Regions from separate parts of the Mus musculus genome. Here region 1 is linked to region 2. A link is a contact called in public HiChIP or PLAC-seq data. All regions are on one chromosome and are shown on one strand. The core of a region is the stretch at or near the end of the contact, and the rest is flanking DNA. Distances in the headings are between cores, read along the strand shown.

Evidence for each region. HiChIP or PLAC-seq counts read pairs in DNA pulled down with a chosen protein or histone mark.
Region 1: an H3K4me3 HiChIP or PLAC-seq map of bone marrow-derived macrophages shows a contact between it and region 2, with 4 times the contacts expected there. The contact joins two enhancer-like sites. A contact is called at or near these places in 11 of 39 promoter capture datasets (the 3T3-L1 cell line, cranial neural crest, embryonic stem cells and 6 more), 2 of 115 datasets of contacts at active chromatin or transcription factors (bone marrow-derived macrophages and embryonic stem cells) and 2 of 9 other capture datasets (adipose tissue and embryonic stem cells).

The regions. Positions count from the first base shown.
Region 1 is chr12:52,685,230-52,689,549 of GRCm38.p6, reverse strand. No RefSeq gene overlaps it. Among named protein-coding and RNA genes, the nearest start is that of Akap6, 12 kb to the left of the region's middle. Within about 2 kb of position 2,024, at least 6 of the 459 cell types and tissues checked have an H3K27ac peak or open chromatin away from gene starts, as enhancers often do. A contact at or near this core is called in bone marrow-derived macrophages, where this site is marked.
Region 2 is chr12:52,124,154-52,128,380 of GRCm38.p6, reverse strand. The region is part of intron 3 of Nubpl (nucleotide binding protein-like); the gene reads right to left. Among named protein-coding and RNA genes, the nearest start is that of Nubpl, 29 kb to the right of the region's middle. Within about 2 kb of position 1,665, at least 29 of the 459 cell types and tissues checked have an H3K27ac peak or open chromatin away from gene starts, as enhancers often do. A contact at or near this core is called in bone marrow-derived macrophages, where this site is marked.

The DNA.
Region 1 (4,320 bases), core at 775-3,274, 560 kb before region 2:
CTGTATCCATTCCTCTGTTGAGGGACATCTGGGCTTTTTCCAGCTTCTGGCTATTATAAATAAGGCTCAGAAGATGGAAAGATCTCCCTTGCACTGGATTTCTTATGTGCACATATGCGGGAATCTTAAGTTAGACCCATGAGCAATCAAGACTGAGGGAAGAACTCCCAGGGGAAGACAGCTGATAGTTTTGCCACTGAAACTTTCTACAAACAAAACAAAACTAAACAACAAATGAGCTATCACAAGGTAAGTTCTTTTTCTGTGAGAGACTAGATCTATAAATGAACCTATCAAGCCAGAGGAGTTCTCAGCAGGACAGCAAGGGAGAGGAGCTGAGAAAAGGAGGCCAGGTGCAAGCATCTCAAAAGGGTGCCATGGGGGCAGTTGCTGCCTGGGAGGAAACAGTAGAGACTGTGAGGGAAGTGCTGTTCTTCACACACATCTCATCCAAAAGAGCTGGAGTGAAATGTAGTGGGAGGCTGAGGAAGCAACCAGGAAGGGACATGCAGCCCTCTTCCTCACAAGCCGGAACCACTCAGGATACGGAGGCTGTAGAGACCAATGGCTCCCAATAATCCTTCCAACACACAGCACCCAGTGAAGCCTGCAAGAGCCAGAGGGATCTGAACACTTCCCCTTTCAGCTCAGTGTAGCTGTGCCAGAATTTGTGAGTATCTTTGTATTGCTCATTTCCTCCTAATTAATCTCCATTCCCATATACATATACATATACATATACACATACACATACACATACACATACACATACACATACACATACATCATATACACATACACATACACATACACATACACATACACATACACATACACATATACATATACATCTCATGGTGGTTTTGCATCTATTGGTATATGCTTGCTTGGGGTTTAAATTCGCTGCATATGCTTCTTCAACCAGCCTAATCAAGTCACTATTTGCTATATCTGTCACCCATATCTCATAGATTTCCTATGCTGGTTAGTTTTTTAACAACTTGAAACAAGCTCTGGTCATCTGGAAAGAAGGAACCTCAGTTGGGAAAACATTTACATCGAATTAGCCTATAGGCAAGTTTGTGTGGCATTTTATTGACTAGTGATTGATGTGGGAGGACCCAGACCACTGTGCCACCATTGGGTAGGTGGTCTTGGATTGTTAAAGAAAACAGACTAAGCAAGCCATGTGGAGCTGTGTTCTCCATAGCCTCTGCCTCCCAGTACCTGCTTTGAGTTTTCCCTTCCATTTCTGATAGACTGTAACAATAAAGTGAATAAATACTTTTCTCCACTAGGACAGGTTGCGTTGGGTCACGGAATTTATCATAGCAGTATGCAAAACAAACCGGGACAAGACCTCTCTTATTTATATATATTTCCCCCTGCCACAACCTTATTCTCCTTTCTTTTTACCTCTTAACTGAATTTTTTATAGTTTTAACAATTTATAGAGTCTGTGGTTCTAGCATTATCCCACCTTTCCCCTCCCATCCCCTCCCAGCTACTTTACCCACATCAATTTTTCCCTTTTCAAAGTCTGTCTAATCTCTATCCTCATCTTCACAAACCTTAATTCCATCTCCATGCTAATATTATTAACCAAAAACATATGCTCCATACTAGCTCTGATTATTTATCTTCCAATAGTTGTTGAAATTAGTTAGCATGATATTTGTCTTTTCCAAAAAGGAGCAATCCAATAGAGAGCATACCTTTATCTTGTTAGCAGATGTAGAAAAGAAGTTAGAACACTCATCCAAATAAATGTACACAAAAGCACAACTAAGCACTCTGAGATGACGACACACTTCCTCACAGACCAACAGAGAATGGTTAAGATACATCAGGAAAATCTTCGTTTCCCAGCATTTGTTAATGTGAGGGTGAGGGACCACAGCCTGTCCTTTAAACAAACAAGTCGGACACTGTCCTTTCTTCCTGTGTAGGCATGGTGAGCTCTCTATAACGCAGCACTCCGTCTCTCAGGGTCACAGGGAAGTTCCACTTGGCTGTGTTCCAAAAAGAGAAGCAGCTTTTCTCAGAGCAGTCTGATTTGTCAGCCCAGAGAACAGAAAATGTGGGTTCTCCACTTCTGTGCAGTGGACACTTAAGAGCTCTGTTCCCAAGAGTGGGAGAGAAGAATGTTCACAGAGCGAAATTTGTCGGCTCTGGCTCTTCATTGCGTTATCGATGTCCTGAAACTTCCCTTGACTCTCTCCAGAACAGATTTCCTGATTGATTGATTGATTCCTGATTCCTGATTCCTGATTCTGATTCCTGATTCCTGATTCCTGATTCCTGATTCCTGATTCCTGATTCCTGATTGATTCCTGATTTCTGATCTTGTCAAGCTCAGTGTTTGCCAGGAATGGACCTGAGCTGAGAAATGGAAAAGTACAGAGTCTCAAGACATCAAATCTTTGCTTATTACATAGATCCATCAACTAGCCGACTGCGAGTCAGGATGAATCTGTAAATACAATGATCCAGGGTGGTAGTTTTGAGACAGTTGTCACAGACAGCTCTTTGTTGGTGCCAAAGACACCCTCTTCCTTTTTTTGGTTCTAGAGTCACATAGTGGCAGGTCAGAAAAGTTAAGTAACATAACAGATGTATAGGATAAGAAGCTGCAAAACTAGGTGCCGCTAGAACCACAAAACACCACTAATTATTTCAACTGTGAGGTTTGGAGTAACTTACTAGCAATGTTACCAATGGGACAAATGCTATTATGACAATAATATCTACCAAGCACTTACAGGAAGGGGGGCTGACAGCTTCAGAGGCATCTGTGCATTGCAGGAGAAAGAGAGTAGCAGGACAGAGGAGCTCATGCCATGGCCGCCAGGAAAGACAGAAAAGAAGACACAAGATGGGGTCAGAGGAAGAGTCATAACAGATGTGGCATTTTTCAAAAGACCAAAGTATATAAGATCAAAATTAGAGTTATATATGAATCCAAGATATAATGGCATAGAATAAGTATTCTCATTACAAAGGGAGAACTAGAGAGAACTGTAGGGAAGAACTGAGTGAAAGCAAGACCAAGCCTCAGCAGGACTAGCACTAGACCTGGGTCTCTGTATCAGTGGGCATGCAGCATCCTGATTCCTGGGGTCTAGTTAATAGCCAGCATGGCTCCTCTTTCAGGCTAGCTCCACTCTTTACTCTGACTTCCAAGTCCTACGTTCCTGGCACTTCCAACATCCTGGAGTTACCACTCCAGCTTCACCTTCAAAGTCTGTTCCACCTTCATATGGGCTGCATTTGCACTGACCATGCCAGCCATCTCTGACTTTGCCAGGTGTCTCAGGCTTGCTTTTGAAATCTGGCTGCAAACTCAGTTCAGGGCTATTGGTGATGCTTTTCGCCAGTGAACAGCTGACTCCAGCTTCTTCAGCTTTTAACATGGACTCACACCAATGACTCTCCTTGGGCTCCCTTCAACCTTGGATCATGACTGCATTTTTGATATCCCTGAGGCTTCCCGCTTCTTTACAGAAGATGAGCTTTTCTCTGCCTTCATGACTAACAGATGACCATTATTTGACTTTCCAGCCTCCAAAAGTATAAATATCTGATAAATATCTTTCTGTAACTTTATATAATGTAATTTATATACTGATAGATAGCCTGCTCCTTGGGAGAACTTTAATGTAGTGATCTCCCTAAAATGGACCTAGTGGCAAATCCACCAGGCATTTTGTGAACTCTAAAGCTGTATGTAAATGTTATTTGTTATCTTTATTCCTATTACTGAAAGGGTAATATTCAGACTCAGCTGCTTCTAGAAATATATCTTAATCTTATTTATTATTTTTAAGTTTTTAATGGTATAAATGGTTTCCTCATTGAATGTTGGAACATATTTTAGCTGTGTTAAATATATTCCATAGAGATTCCGGGCCAATCATTCATCAACAGAAGGGGGAAAAACAGTTTTAAAATGTGTCTTTCCCTTCAAGAGATGTTATTTTCTACCACTAAAGAAAACACTGGTTGGCCTGACACATTGATATTTTGATGAGTCTATCAATATCCAAGGCTATTCCAAGCAATAGGGAAACAGTTCTTTTCTTTTTAATTTATTTATGGTTTACTTTATTTAGATGTGTGTGTGCCTGAGAGTATGGATGTACATCATGTGAGTGCAGCCCATGCCCAAAGAAGCTTGAAGAGGGCTTCAGATTCCTTGGAACTGGACCCAGGTCTCTGCAAAAGCAGCAAGTGCTGGTAATTGCCGATCTATCTTTCTAATCTCCAAGAAATCAGTTTCTTAATTATAGTGAAGTGACATTTAACTCTGCCATAGGCTTG
Region 2 (4,227 bases), core at 416-2,915:
CTTTCTTCCTTACATCTTAAACAGATCTCCCTTAGACATTTTTCTTCTAACATATGACCATCTGTGGTTACCTTTAGATCCTAAGTTCCCGTCTTGGTTATCTTTCTATTGCCTTGAGATAAAACATCAGGACCAAGGTAACTTACAGGGAAGCATTTAATTTGGGACTCATGATTCCAGAGGGCTACAGTCCATGACAATCATGGTGAGGAGCATAGCAACATGTAGGCAAGCATGATGCTGGAGCAACAGCTGAGAACATACTTATTGGTGCACAAACATGAGTAGGGGTGAGGTTGAAAGAGCAGAAGCAAGCTAAAAATGTCATGGGCTTTTAAGACCTCAAATCCCATCCCAGTAACACACGCCTTCCAACGTCCTAATCCTTCCCAGTTGGTGATCAAGCATGAAAGTATAAGAACCTATGTGGGCCATTCTCATTCAAACCACAAGAGCCCCTACTCCCACCCCTCCTTTTCATACAGAGTTTACTTCTTTGAAAACATTGGATTCTATACTTGTCTAGCCTCTCATGCAGCTAAAAGATGGTCAAAGAATCAGTCATGGTCAGTGAAACTAGAAAGGACCAAATGAAATGTTTCCTCCATAACAAAACCAACCACAGGGGAACACACCCTTTCTCTTCTCCTTTGCAAATGACTGCAACAGCCACCCTACAAAAAATGTAGGAAGCTACCCCAGAACCCTGATATACTTGTGCTCAGTTTTTTTTATTATTATTATTTATTTATTATTTATTATTATTATTTATATTAAGAACAGACTTTTTTCATACAATGTATTCTAATATGGTTCCCCTCCCCCCACTCCTCCCATATCCTCCCTACTTCCACACCAATCCAAATCCATACCCTTCCTTTTTCTCTTTCATTAGAATACAAAAAAATCACCTAAAACATAATAATAAAATAACAATGCTATGACTTCCAGACATCTGTGATATACAAGCAAAACACCCATATACACAGAGTAAAAATTAAAATAGACAAATGTAGATGTTTATAATCAAAGCATAGAGGAGGCAGAGGCTCTTAAGAGATTTGGAAGTTCAAAACCTTCCTGAGGCTACATAGCAAGTTCAAGGCCAACAAGACCTACTTAGTAAGACCCTGTCTCAAAACAAAACAAACAAAACCACACTCCCCATTCCAGAAAAAAAAAGTCAAATTTGTGATAACAAAAATTCTAAATTCCAATTCCAAAATTCTAGCTCCCTAAAGTTTTCACTCAAACTGGAGAGAGACATGGAAGGAGATGAGTAACATATAACTAAGAAGGGACAGTGACAGTTACTATATCTCTGAAAAAGCGTAATGGAATTAGGAAAGAGAATGGAATGGTGGTTATAGAAGGCAATGGAATGGTTTTCGTCCAGGGCAACTTCTCTGAGCCCTCAGGTTAGGATCGGTTTGCTTCCCTAACACCAGGACTTCCCTTCTGTAACACAGCTTGGATGGCCTTTTTCACCACTTTACCCATAATTCCCACCACATGGTCTAATGTACATCTGCGAGTCACTAACACAGTCAAAGGAATGCCTTGTTAGTTCAGCTTAACAAAGTAACTCATAAAACCACAGGCTGTGTGATGGGATCTGCTAACTTCCCAATTCCATCAGAGCCAAAAGCAATAGTTAACCATGAGACACAAGAGGGTCATCTAGTCATCCCTGCCCTGCCACCTATGATTTACTACGGCTTCTGTCATATTTCCTGCAGTGACTCACGAGACACACACTTAACAGCTGGCTTCCGTCCTCCCTATCTAATCATGTATAAAAATAAAACATCTATATTACCCCAGTCATTTTCATAGTGCCTGTGAAAATGTCAGAGCCCTAGCCAAGGACAAGCAGCAGCCTTGCAGCCTTCTCAGAGGCAGATGTTAGCTACTCCTGATCCATTTATAGGACTTGCTTCCAAACAGGGCTATTCTTTCCTGACTTCATTTCCTCCTTGAAAAATGGTACTTAGCAGAGTAAGATTTTCAAATTTTCCTTTCTCTGATCATAATGTTTTCTTAGCAAAATAAAATCATATTTCCTTTGCGTTTGTTTTATAATAGAGGGAACAATTTCTCCTAGCACACTACTTTTGAAATGATCTGATACACAAAACATAAAAATGGGGCAATTTTTTTAAAGAACTGAATTCACAAGCCCTGTGGAATGAAGATTGTAAAGACAAAACTGGGAGCTGATCAAGCTGGTTTTTATTAAAAGGATAAAAACAAATAGTGCTAAGTTCCTGCTCACGGCCTGTGAAGCAGTGCTTCTGGGAGTCCTGCCTAGCATTTGCACACACTCTCCACCCTGTCCATCCCACCAAGGTGGTGTGGTCTTCCCTCTGAAACTTAGTCCTCTGGAAAAGAAGAGAGGCAAGGAATCTAGCTTAAAAGCCTCTGCTGATAAAGAAAAGAGCAAGCACAAGTCTCTCCCCAAACACCTTGCCCTGGAGAGAAGCCACCTTTCGTCACACACAGCTGGTTTGCTCACTAGAATACTCTGTTCGTGATCAAGGCCCTTCTATCCTATTAGCACTGGCATCTATTCAGTTCCTAATTGTCTCTGCCAAGGTGGTACTTCCAGTCTGTGTGCCACTGGGGCGCAATCCCTCTAGTCAACACTCAATCCATCCTGACCCTTTAATTCCTCAAAGAAGACGGAAAATAAAATAGCTTGCCACTATTTTAAGCCAAAGAAAGTAAGGGAATTAGGCCCGGAGAGATGGCTCAGCGACTAAGAGCACTGACTGCTCTTCCAGAGGTCCTGAGTTCCATTCCCAGCCATCACATGGTGGCTCACAACCAACTGTAATGGGATCCGATGCCCTCTTCTGGTGTGTGTGAAGAGAACTATAGTGTACTCATATACATAAAACAAATAAATCTTTAAAAAAAAGGAAAAGAAAGTAAGGGAATTAATAATAATAATAATAATAATAAGGAATACAACTGTTTAAAATCCATTAGGATATTTTAAAACCCATGTCAATTTTTTTTACATCATTAACAACTTGGTCGAATCTTAGACCTATGTTCCTCTACCACATCCTCAAAATATACAAACTGCTAAAAAGATCATTTTCTCAACTCTATTTTTCCTTCTAAGTAGTCTTACATGCTGCCTGTACTTTGATGATATGCAAGTTTAAATCCATAGCCCCAACTTCCCCTCTGAACTCTGGACTTCCTTAATACTCTCAAGTGTCTTCTAAGCATTTGGAACTTAATGTATGTAAAAGAGAAGTGACTTTAACTATCTATCTCTACTTCACAGGTTGTTTCCATCTCAGAAAGACGACTAGCATTCACACAGTTGCTAAAAGTAAAAACACAGTCCTACAAATTAAATTCAATATAAATGAAACCATACTGCAGAGAGAAATAAACCAGGCACAAAAGGCAATTCTATGATTCCACTTGTATGAGGTGAGGTATATAGAGTCATCAAATTTACAGAGAAAGAAAGTAGATGGGCCATTACCAGGAGATGAGAGGGTTATTGTTAATGAATACTGAGTTTCAGTTTGGGAATATACTAAAGTCTGGGGGGAAAGACATGGGTGATGATTACATAACAATGTAAATGTAGCTGACACCAATGAACTGTACATTTCAAAAGGTAAATTTGTGTTATCTGTATGTTACTATACTAAAGGAAAGAGATGTTATCAGATACCCATGCTACCTTTCCTTCACCATCCTCAACCTACTAGCAGGAAGTCCTTCCTTCACGGCACTTATAGAAACTACCAACTTACCCACATCACAGTCCAAGCGTCTTCCTATCTTCAGCCCAGGTTACTGCATCAGCACTAGCTGGCCTTCCTGGTTTCCTTAAGTCTATTCTATACAGTATAGTTGGATCCGTTAAAGCAAGAATAAATCATGTCAAAACTCTAGTTAAAATACCGCTCTATCATACTCATGGAGAGAGCAAAATTAAAATTTCCCCTATGGATTCCATTGCATTGTAAAACATGCAACCATCTACCTTCCCTCGGGTTCATTCTAGTCATGACATTCCTCCTATTGCTCAAATATTCCAAGAGAAAGGATGTTTGCTCTTCTTGTAGTTCCATATCTCAATTCAGTCATTTCTCTGCTCAAATTCCGTCTTTAGAAGTCCCACTTCAGAAAACCCACTGAGAAGAGTGTCTCCCAGGACTTGCTGGTCCTTACACCGCTTTACTGTCTCATAACTCT